Regions from separate parts of the Mus musculus genome. Here regions 1 and 2 are each linked to region 3. Evidence: chromatin contacts called from public Hi-C and HiChIP or PLAC-seq data. All regions are on one chromosome and are shown on one strand. Each heading gives the region's core, a stretch centred on a gene start, on an enhancer-like site or on the middle of the called end of the contact. The rest is flanking DNA. Distances are from core to core; before and after follow the strand shown.

The links. A called contact is a pair of places that touch in the nucleus more often than the background predicts. HiChIP or PLAC-seq counts read pairs in DNA pulled down with a chosen protein or histone mark.
Region 1: a Hi-C map of pre-B cells shows a contact between it and region 3, with 4 times the contacts expected there. The contact joins the promoter of Psrc1 here to the promoter of Prpf38b in region 3. A contact is called at or near these places in 2 of 39 promoter capture datasets (neural stem cells and pre-B cells), 3 of 484 Hi-C or Micro-C datasets (CD4 T cells, embryonic stem cells and pre-B cells) and 1 of 115 datasets of contacts at active chromatin or transcription factors (memory CD8 T cells).
Region 2: a contact with region 3 is called in an H3K4me3 HiChIP or PLAC-seq map of bone marrow-derived macrophages, with 7 times the contacts expected there. The contact joins the promoter of Ampd2 here to the promoter of Prpf38b in region 3. A contact is called at or near these places in 3 of 115 datasets of contacts at active chromatin or transcription factors (bone marrow-derived macrophages, memory CD8 T cells and microglia).

What each region holds. Positions count from the first base shown.
Region 1 is chr3:108,382,053-108,385,439 of GRCm38.p6, forward strand. Psrc1 (proline/serine-rich coiled-coil 1) reads left to right here and starts at 1,786. Exons shown (of 8, transcript NM_019976.3): 1 at 1,786-1,874; 2 at 2,184-2,233; 3 at 2,322-2,379; 4 at 2,918-3,356. The coding sequence starts at 2,215. It overlaps Gm12522 (predicted gene 12522), which reads right to left and starts at 1,689. Exons shown (of 3, transcript NR_040560.1): 1 at 1,235-1,689; 2 at 419-744.
Region 2 is chr3:108,085,276-108,088,697 of GRCm38.p6, forward strand. It overlaps Ampd2 (adenosine monophosphate deaminase 2), which reads right to left and starts at 1,391. Exons shown (of 18, transcript NM_028779.5): 1 at 943-1,391. The coding sequence starts at 952. It overlaps Gm12500 (predicted gene 12500), which reads left to right and starts at 701. Exons shown (of 1, transcript NM_001358018.1): 1 at 701-2,736. The coding sequence starts at 951. The coding sequence ends at 1,568. It also overlaps a transcript of Gnat2 not described here.
Region 3 is chr3:108,909,739-108,912,980 of GRCm38.p6, forward strand. It overlaps Prpf38b (PRP38 pre-mRNA processing factor 38 (yeast) domain containing B), which reads right to left and starts at 1,991. Exons shown (of 6, transcript NM_025845.3): 1 at 1,426-1,991. The coding sequence starts at 1,704.

The sequences.
Region 1 (3,387 bases), core at 536-3,035, 530 kb before region 3:
CTCAGGAAAATCCAAAGGCTTTTTTTCTTCAAACCAAAGAGATCTACTTTCACTTTGACGCTGAAACTACTCTGCCTCTTTCTCACTGAAGTTCTGGGAGAGTACAGCTTCCACGTGATGATAGCTACCATATGTCGTAAATTAGCTCCTTACCCAACTAAAGCCTTACTACTTCCAAGCCAGCCTTGGGAAAACTGAGAAGACAATTAGCCAATCTATTGTCCTTAGGGAACACCGGTTTGAAATTGTTAGATAAAGCCAGGTTTGGTGGCTGCTGCTAAAATGTCTTCCCTGGGAGAGACATAAACCACCTTGTCTACACCTTCTCTTACCTCCCCAAAGTCAAACAACAGGAGGAATCCCCCACCCAGAGTTTATGCAGAGGAACCAATGAACTCGATAAGATAAGCTTACTTACAGAGCAGTGGGTTAGGGGTGTAGGCACGGATGACCTTGAAGCAGCTCTGGTGACTTCCCTAAGGAGACTTCCCCTTGCCTCTTCCCACTTCTATCCTCTAGCCCCTTCCCCCAAACCATCTGCAGTTAGGACAGAATTGCATACAGCTGGTTGAGAGGGACGGCTGCATACTCAGGTGAAGGTCCCGTGACCTTCTGTCCCACCTCCTCCTTCTATGACGGAAGGTAAACCGTCCACAGGCCCAGCTGTGATGGTCTTTCCGAAGCAGGCGCAACAGAACTCCTGAAGATGCTTGCAGATGTTTGCAGATGTCTCAGAGGATGGTCCTAGAGTAGAGTGGCACAGGCCTTTAGTCCCAGCACTTGGGAGGTAGGGGCAGGAGGGTCGGGACTTCAAGGTCATCCTTGGCTATATGGTGAATTCAAAGGCCAGCATGAGCTACACTAGTCTCTGTCTCAGAAAATAGCAAAAAACAAAGGGAAAAGAAACAGATGGTGTGTGTGTGTGTGTGTGTGTGTGTATCAGTGAATGGAGAGGAGTGGTCTGGTCATAGCCAGTCAACAACATTCACAACAGCAAAGGCTTCTTTCCAACCTGAAGCAAGCCTAGGGTAGAAGGTGGTAGTGACTGTGCTCTAAGGATGCGCCAGACCATGCTATTTGCTGAACTTTTACAGGCCCACCATTAAAGTGCACACATCTCCAGCATCCTGGCGAAGAAATAAATTCTTCACACGAACAAGATCTTTAGCAATAGGTAATCCTTTTGCACTTAGGGAGCACAGCTCTGACATCTTTTATTATTATTACTACTTACTGTTTGCCTGGAAGAATGACTTCTTTGTTATTTATTTAAACTCTTAAATAGCTGCTCATACTCATCGTTTGGGGGTTGGGGTTGAAGCAGGAAGAAAAAAATGCCAGATATCTCAGAGAAGTGGCCTTATGCTAAATGAAGAAATCTTGTGGCTCCAGTGCTGGAGAGATGGTCTATTTGGTGGTCTCTGCAAGTACGCGAGAAACCCAGCAAGGAAACCCAGTCTCAGATGCTGGAATCCAGGAGGTGGGGGAAGAGGCGGGGCTCCAAGCCTACATTGGTTCGACAGTTCTCCCCTTGTCTGACTCGCGGTTAGAAGGAGGCGCTCCGGTACACGCCACCGCGCACTCACGGCTCCTCCCGCCGTTCCGCTGTAGCCCCCTACCCTTTTTGGGAAGTGCCCTTTGGTCCAAGGGACAATCTTCTCCGGCTGACATCCCGACTGCTCCCGACTCAGCCCTGCCCCCTTGGACTCACCAATCGCTGTGCGTTTGTGGCGGGACTGGGTGGAGCCTAAGAAATTCGAACGAAGCTCCGCCCCTCGGGAGCCCTTTCCCGGGAACTGGGAGATTGTAGAAGAAAAGCTTCCTGCGTAGACTGTGAAGCGAGGTGGGGAGTGGAAACCGAGTGTGCGCTGGAGGTGTGGCGGGGATGTGGTGCCGCGGAGTGGAAAATGGGTGGGGTAGGGGGGGAGCGAAATTTCGGATAATAGTAAGGATGGAGGTGAAGACTGACCGACTGAGGAGAGGCCAGGGCGCAAGTTGGCGGATTGCACATCAGGTGTCGAGCTTTCTGCACCTTTCCCTAATATAACGGACTAGTTTCAGGGACACGTGCTGATCCTGCTTTACCACCACCATGCCTCTTCACCCCAGCTAATGCACTCCGAGTCTTGATGGGGCCCTAAGGCAGGATGATAGACACCTGAGGTAGGCATGTTTTCTTTCAGGTCTAAGCCGACTCGCTTATGCTGGCTGAGCATGGAGGATCTGAAAGAGGGTAAGGAAGCCATGGAGGGAGGAACGGGCCCCTGAGAGTCTGTCTGTCAAGAACTGATAGCTGGCATTTATTCTTCTCATCCCTTCAGATATCAAGTTCATTGTGGACGAGACCTTGGACTTCGGAGGGCTGTCTCCATCTGACAGGTACCAGCCTATTTATCCATTTATTATTTTCCTCCGGCAATACATCTGTAACCCTTTACTGCTAACTTATGGGCCTCTAGAACCGTGGTTGGTAATCTAGCAGAGTATGGTACCCTCTGATGGCAGTAGTCTGGTAGAATTGGGCCTCTAGAACACATGCTGGTGAGAACAGAGAAGCTGTAGGGAAATTTAGGGGTAAATGTAAATGAAAGATGAATGTCCCTGGGCATGTTGAGGCATGCCCTGCAAACCACCCCCACACTCCTAGGATAGACTAGAGTGCAGAGAGGGGGAGGGAGAGAGGGAAAGAGAGACAGAGAGAGAGAGAGAGAAGGCAGGAGGGATTTTGAATTTGAGATCATTCTGTGCTATAGAGTTGAGACATTGTCTCAGAAAATGGGAGTAGAACTAAGTTTTCCTCACCTAAAAGCAGTTCTCATGGCCAAAATGGAGTCAGGGTTGGGGATTGTCCCCGACTCGCCGACAGGAATGCCTTCTGCTAGCTGTTGTCCAGCATGGTGCCATATTTGTTTTTCAGTCATGAGGAAGAAGACATAACAGTATTAGTGAGTCCAGAGAAACCACTTCGACGGGGCCTCGCCCATCGGAGTAACCCAAATGAAGTAGCTCCCGCCCTCCAGGGTGTGCGGTTTAGCTTGGGCCCGCTCAGCCCAGAGAAGCTGGAAGAGATTCTTGATGAAGCCAACCGCCTGGCGGCTCAGCTGGAGGAGTGTGCCCTGAAAGATCGGGAGAGGGCTGGTACAGGCCCTGGAAGGCCCAGCCCCAGAGGGAAACCCAGTCCTCGGCGGGAGACCTTCGTCCTGAAGGATAGCCCTGTCCGAGATCTGCTGCCCACCGTGAGTTCTTGGAGCACCCCACCTCCAAGCAGCCTAGCTGGGCTCCGGAGCAGTGATAAAAAGGGGTCAGCCAGGGCTGTCCGGGTGGCATCCGGAAAGAAGCCCTCCAGCATAAAGAAGGTGAGTGTGGAGAGTGGACATGCGTGCGTAC
Region 2 (3,422 bases), core at 141-2,640, 830 kb before region 3:
GCCCGCTTCTTAAAGGGATATTTGGCCTTGGACTTGCCTGGGCCAGGATAGGATGCCATGGCTGGGGCCAAGGCGACAGCGGAGGAACCTCACCGGCTGGGGCCAAGCTCTCCCACATCCAACCCCTTCCTCCGCCCCGCCCCCAGCGGGAGTGACTGATGCAGGAAGCAGCGCCCCGCAGGCGGAAGAGGCTCTGGCCACGATTTCTGATGTTGTCTAGGCAACCTCGGGGAGTGGGGCCTCCATCCTGCCCCTTATCCCTCTCTTCCCACTCCAGTCTTTAGAGTGCCCTGTCTGATGGTGGCTAGGGCCGGGGTCGGGATGCAGAGAAAACAGATGGAGCAGCACCAGCTCTAAGCTCTTTACTACCCTCACCCCACCTCGGGAACCCTCATCCCTTGCCAAGGCTCCAAGGCAAAGAAGCCAAAGTCCAGGCTAGGCTGGTCCAGCCAGCCAGAGAGAAAAATAATAGGCAAGAATACCGCCTGAGCTCCAACCTCAAAACCCATTTCCTCCAGGGAAGGAACAACGGTACTCATGAAAACCCAGAGCCTCTGGGGCAGAGCCCCCCTCTTTTCTTCTCCATCTGACCCCTGCTCTAGGGACAGCCCAGCTCCGGGAGGAGGCAGAACTGAGAATTCGAGCCCAGGAGGGAGGGGCCTGTCTTGGGAAAATTCCACTGACCGGCAGAAGCTGTCTCCTAGGAAGACAGGAAGAGTAGGAGGCTGGGTCTTGTCTGAGGTCGATGGGAAAGACCCCAGCCTACTCTGACCTGTCGCTCTGCCTGTACACTCAAGATCTGCTTCCTTGGACCCTTCTAGGAGCCGTTCACGTCCCCTAGGTCTTGCAGGCATTGCCAAGACCCCCCACCCACTTATCACCCGACCCAGGCACCTCTGCCTTGGAGTCCCTTTATCAACCACACACGCGCCACACACTTACCTGAGGCCATGCTGCCCAAGTCCCGCGTGGACCAGGAAGGCAGCCTACGAAAGTCTGCACAGCGAGGGAGCCGGGCTGAAGAGGGGAGAGGGCCCCCACCGGGGCGAAGTCGCGCCACTGGCCCCTGCACCCGCACTGAGAAGCGGGAAGGAAGGCAAGGTTTTCAAAATGGCCAGCTGGCCGGGGGGCGGACTCCCGCCGACTTCAGCGGCCAGACTGACCTCAGGAGACCCCGGAGTCGCGACCCCAAGCCTGCACTCAAGAGGAAACAGGCCACGTGCTCCCCAGAAAACCGGACCCGGAATTCGCCTAGGGTTCTTTCACCACTTTCTGGGAATCAATTAGGGATCCGGCTCCTGTGGCCGGGCTACGGGGGAGTCACGCAACAGGTGCGACCCCGCCGAAACCTTCCGGGCTGCGCGCCAATCTCGCGTACCCCAGGCCCCGCCAAGTCCGCGGCCACGCCCCGTTCGGCCACGCCTCTTGGCCTCCTGGCCACGCCCCAACCATTTTCCCAGTTCCCTTACGCCACGTGGGCAGCCTCCGGACCAGGGTTGGCCTTGGCTTGGCCCTTTGGTCTTGGGCGATTTCTGTGCGTCAGTTTCCTCATCAGTAAGATGGGATGAGGCAATGGAAACACCCCATCCAAAGAAAGGAGTTACTGAGGACTGAAGGTAAATCCCCTTTGCACAATGTCTGGCACAAAGTCAGGTAGCTATTATTAGGGTCCCAGAATCCATTTCAAGCAGAAGCCCTGCCCTTGAATTCTCCGCATTCCCACCTGAATCTATTTCCTTCTATCAGTCATTGGTAGGCAGGATGTGCCCTTCAAAGCCGGTTCACCATCCCACATTAATTTCTATGTTGACGTTAGACTAGCCAGAATGCCTAGGTTCAAATTCAGACATCTCCACCTACTTTCTGACTGATGGTGAACTTCTCTCTGGGTTTTACTGGTTAACTTTGGCTCTTACACCCGCTCTGATGAAGATAAAGGAGATAATTATAAGTGCTTAGACTTGTGCCTGGCCTGTAAGTTACTTCCCAATCAGTGTTCCTGGAAGATTTCTTTGGCCTGGGATCACTATGGCCAGCTCACTGATTTCTCCTTGTGGGTTATGAGAAATTGGGCTGTTTGAATAGGGCCACAGACACCCTCTCAAACAAGGATTCCTGCCTCCCAGGGGCAGCCTGTACCTACAGGAACCCTGAAAAGGAAAGTCCTCCCCTTTATCAGCAGCAGTTGGTCCCTTCCCTCGCCTCTCCCCTGGGGGAGTCTTTGCCCCCTCACCCAGCTGCTCTGAAGTCTCTCCAGCTGCTTTCAGTCCCTCCTCTCCCCAACTGGAACTCTGAGTCCTGATCCCCCATCTCTATCTGCATCTGATGTGGCCTCTAGGGAGTCTCCTATCCGCTATACTAAAACAAACTTTAAAAACTATTGCCTTAGGCTGGGGGTGTCAGCTCAGGGGCAGTATCCCTCTGCCTTACATGCGAAAGCAAACCCCAGAATTGCAGAAAAACGATGAAAATACAAATTTTTAAAAAACCCTACAGGTGGCCTCCATAAACTTGGGAGACCAGTGGGTTATGGGAATCCAGCTCACAGAGAATCAGACTAAAATAGAACAAGGAGAACCTTATTCTTACACCGTTACGTTTAAATATCAAAACAGGAACCACTAAAAGCATCGGATACAGGTGATGGTGTACTGAGCTGGGGCACGCATTATGTGGCTGTAAATACTAATATAATCTAAGAACCGTTTGGCAAAATAAAATCAAGTATCGCTATAAGTTGCACTGTTTTGACTCAGTAATCCACTTCTAACAAGTCTTTTTTTTTTTTTAACTCAAAAATAATTTTATTAGAGTTTAAAGGAAAAGCCCCAGGGTGTACAAGTTGTAACTCTCAGCTTCCTGGAAGAAGAGAAGGGAAGGGAAACACACGTTGGAAGAAAGAGAAAGAAAAAAAAAAAGTTCTATCTTTCTGAATTAGCTCAGGAAGGTAGGAGGGCCCAGAAAACCTCATAGGGATTTTCTCAGGGTGTACGAATCACAAATCTGTTCTTAATTAGAGGGTTGTCAGAAAAATATCCACAAAGTTGTTCAATATTGCAGTGTTTACCACAGAAAATTTGGAAACATAAAGGCCTAGCAACAGGGGAATGTTAAATGAACACAATGAAATATAACCATTAACACCGTTCTTGGAGAATTTCTTTAATTGTATGAAAATCTTTACAACATAAAGTTAGATGCAAGAATGGAGTCGAAGAACTACACAGACAGGATGGTCCTAATCATGTGATGTATATGAAGTACACAGAGGAGAAACAGGCAGAAAGTTACCGTAGAAATCAACAAGAATCCAGCAGAGCTCTCCAATCACCTGCAGTCTCCCTCAGACTCAGCAAGTGGGCTATTCTGAATACAGCCCTTAGACATTGTAAGACTGTTGGCTTCCGAGAGTGAACAAAATA
Region 3 (3,242 bases), core at 741-3,240:
CAACCTGTCACAAAGGTACAGGGACCCAAATTTTCAAAGTTAACTGCATCCACAATCATCACTCACCATGCTGCATCCACACTGAAAAGGCCTTACCTTTTAAAAGCTAGTTTAAAAAAACTACTTCATAGTATTAGTTACACCTACTTAATAGCTTTTGTAAAAGAACACCAAGAGTACGTGTATATTTTATATATACAAAGTTAAAAGGTTTGTCTATAAAAAGCAATTAGTACCTCAAAAATCTCTCATTAACCTGAACAAGTGGCTGGGAGAAAAGTAGGTAAAATATACAGAATCTCTTTTCGTTAACATCTCCACGTGTATGTCAAGACAAGAAAAATTGGATGTGTTTTACTTTACATGCTCTAGCGAAAATGCTTGAAGACATGAAGACTATTAATACTCATTAAAATATAAATTAACCTCGGAGGCCTGGAAGGTTATTTTTTAAACTACCTAATTTGTAGGGAAGTGGAGACTCTAGTTAGTGAGACCAAAATCAATGGCCCAACACCAAACCGGTAAAAATAAACCTAATTAGCCATTCATTTAACCAGGGAAATGCATTTATTGGCGATTGAGCATGATTAATAGTGCATACCTCTACCTGCGACCCTGGGCTGCTCCGAGCCTCGCTGCAAGACTGAGTCAATCCTGCTAACGAAACAAGAACTGAGACAAGAGTGCAGTGAGGAGGCGCCAGGTGAGCTCCCCAGCACAGCCAAGCCAGCACCGACCCTGCCGCAGAAAGAAGCCCAGGGCCCAGAGCATTCTAATTATGCCCAACGCACAGGTGGCTGACACCTTCGACTCCTGACTTCCTGCTGGGAAAAATTTCCAGGCCTTCTGTACACCTCTTTTGCCCTGGCACTCCACGCCACCCTCAACCCTCCCGGCCCACCCGACACACTCACTGGCCAATTTCTGTCGGGATTGGAGAGCTTAACGAAGAGCACGAGGCCGACATTGAAGTAATTACTTCAGTAATTCCGCTGGCCCGGGGGGCAGCGGCAGAAGCACCGAGTTAGTGCTTAGTCGACACAGGTAAAAAGGAGTCATTTTTTTAAAAAATGGTGAACTTGGACAGGCTTCTGGTATTACTTTTCTCCTCTCCCCTAGAGTTCTTGCCCAACAGCTCCCTAGGGATAGGCAGGAGGTTGGGGTAGGTTAAAGATCGATTGTGGCGGGCTCGCCCGGCTATTAAAACAAAACAAAAAAAACAAAACCTGAAAAGGAAAAAAAGAGGGCGGCCCTAGCCCGACCCGTCCCAAACCAGCCCCAAGCTTCACTTCTCCCTCCGCCAACTTTCCCCCTCCCCCAAATCCGCGGGTCTCAGGAGGGAGGGAAAGGGGGTGCATCCACGGTATCCGACACCCCGCTCTGGCGAACTTACCCCCGACACGCGGCCTAGAGGATGCGTACCTTAAAGTAGATCTCGTCCACCACCTCGTGGTAGGTCTTGAGCTCGTAGAGCTGCACTTTGAAGTAAGGCGACGACAGGATGTTGGTGAGGATCATGGGGTTGAGGTTCATGGTCTTCTCGTTGCCCCACAGCGGCAGCACATTGCCCTGCTTGCCCGACACCGCCGGCTTGGTGGCGCCGCCGCCGCCGCCACATTGCTGCTGCTGCTGGGTCACGGCCGCGGCCGCCTGGTGCTGCGGTTGCGAGTTGCCGGTCAGCGCGGGGCTGTTGTTGGCCATGGTGCCGCGGCAGGAAGGAAGGAGGGCGGGCGGGAGGAGGGAGGCCAAGCTCGATCGCGCTCTTCGGGACAACGGTCCCGGACCTACTCCATGGAAGGCCGTCGGGGCAAGGAGCCCGCCGCGTTGTGCCCCAGCCGAGCGGGAAACTGCAACTGGGACGCCGACACACGGGAGCCCGGGCCCGAGACGGACGCCAAAAACGAGGCGGGGAGAACTCCGGACGCAAAGCAGAACGGGCAGCAGAGGAGCTCGATCTCTTCCGCCAACTGCCCCTGGGAACAAGATGGCGGGGCCAGCGGAAGTGACGCCATACGCCCGGGCGTTCGAGCTAAGGCCGTGGCCAATCAGAGCCGCCCGTGTGTGCAGGCTATTCCTCTTCCTGGTTGCGCGAGGTCGTTGCGTGTTGGCTCGGCTCCGGTGGTCTGTGTGCCGGGCTGGTGGCTTCCTCCTGGGACTTTGGCCCAGGGGGAAGGGGGTCTGGACACAGTTGCTATGTTTTAGAGTTTGCATCCGTTGCTTGATTTTTCTCGAGGCAGGAAGAGGGTCTCGTGACACTTGTGTTCTGGACGGATGCGTGACTGCTCCTGCGGAGCGGTCGAAGTCTCATGAGTTAATTTTGTTAGATTCTCCAGAAAGGACTAGAGTCAGGGAATTGACTCCGATAGAGTCCTTGAGGCTTTCGCAGAGGTAATAGTGTCCTACCGGAAGTCGTAGACGGCCCCAAATTTTTTTTCTCCTAAGATTAGGATAATATTTTAACTGGGTTGTGAGCTTTAAAGAAAGTACTCTCAACTGGGTGTGGTGGCGCCCGCTTTATTTCCAGTGCTGGGGAGGAAGGGGCAGACGGGTCTGTGATTCTGAAGCCAAGTTCCATAGACATCCAATCTCAAAATAACAAAAAACATAAAATCTGCTACCCTACGTGGAGTGCTTCCATTGACTCACCTTTTTTTTTTTTTTTTTTTTTTTTTTAATTTTCAATTAGGGTCTCACACTATAGCTGAGGCTAGCATGTAGCTCAGGCTGGCCTCAAACACAAGACAATCTTTACGCCACAGCCTTCGAGATACTGGGATTTTGGGTCCTGAGCTACCACATGTAGTGAGATGCTAGTTCTATGGTACCGCTGCACTGGGCTAGGCCTTAGAAAAGGGAGTGAGGAATGGAGATGGAGAAAAGGTGGGAAAGTAATCAGGGTATCTGTTCTCAAAGGTACTAATAATTTAAGATTAATAGTGTTTGAGAGTTAAGAGGCTGCTGGAGCCTTTGACCATCATCTACTATTTACCATCTAATAAGCCTGATTTGAGCAAAGAATGGCTTAAGCATAGAAAGCAAAATCAGGCTTAGAGATGGAAAATAGCACAGTTGGCAAGAAGCTGGGAGCTGTGCTTCGTGGGGAGTAGTGGCAATAAAATGTCTGTAATGTGTGGATGAAACATTAGGAACTTAATGCTTACCAAAGGCTACCCCACATCCTTATAGTGTGTGTGTATTTAAATCAGGCTAGGTTGGTTTTGATGGCTACGTCTGAAAGG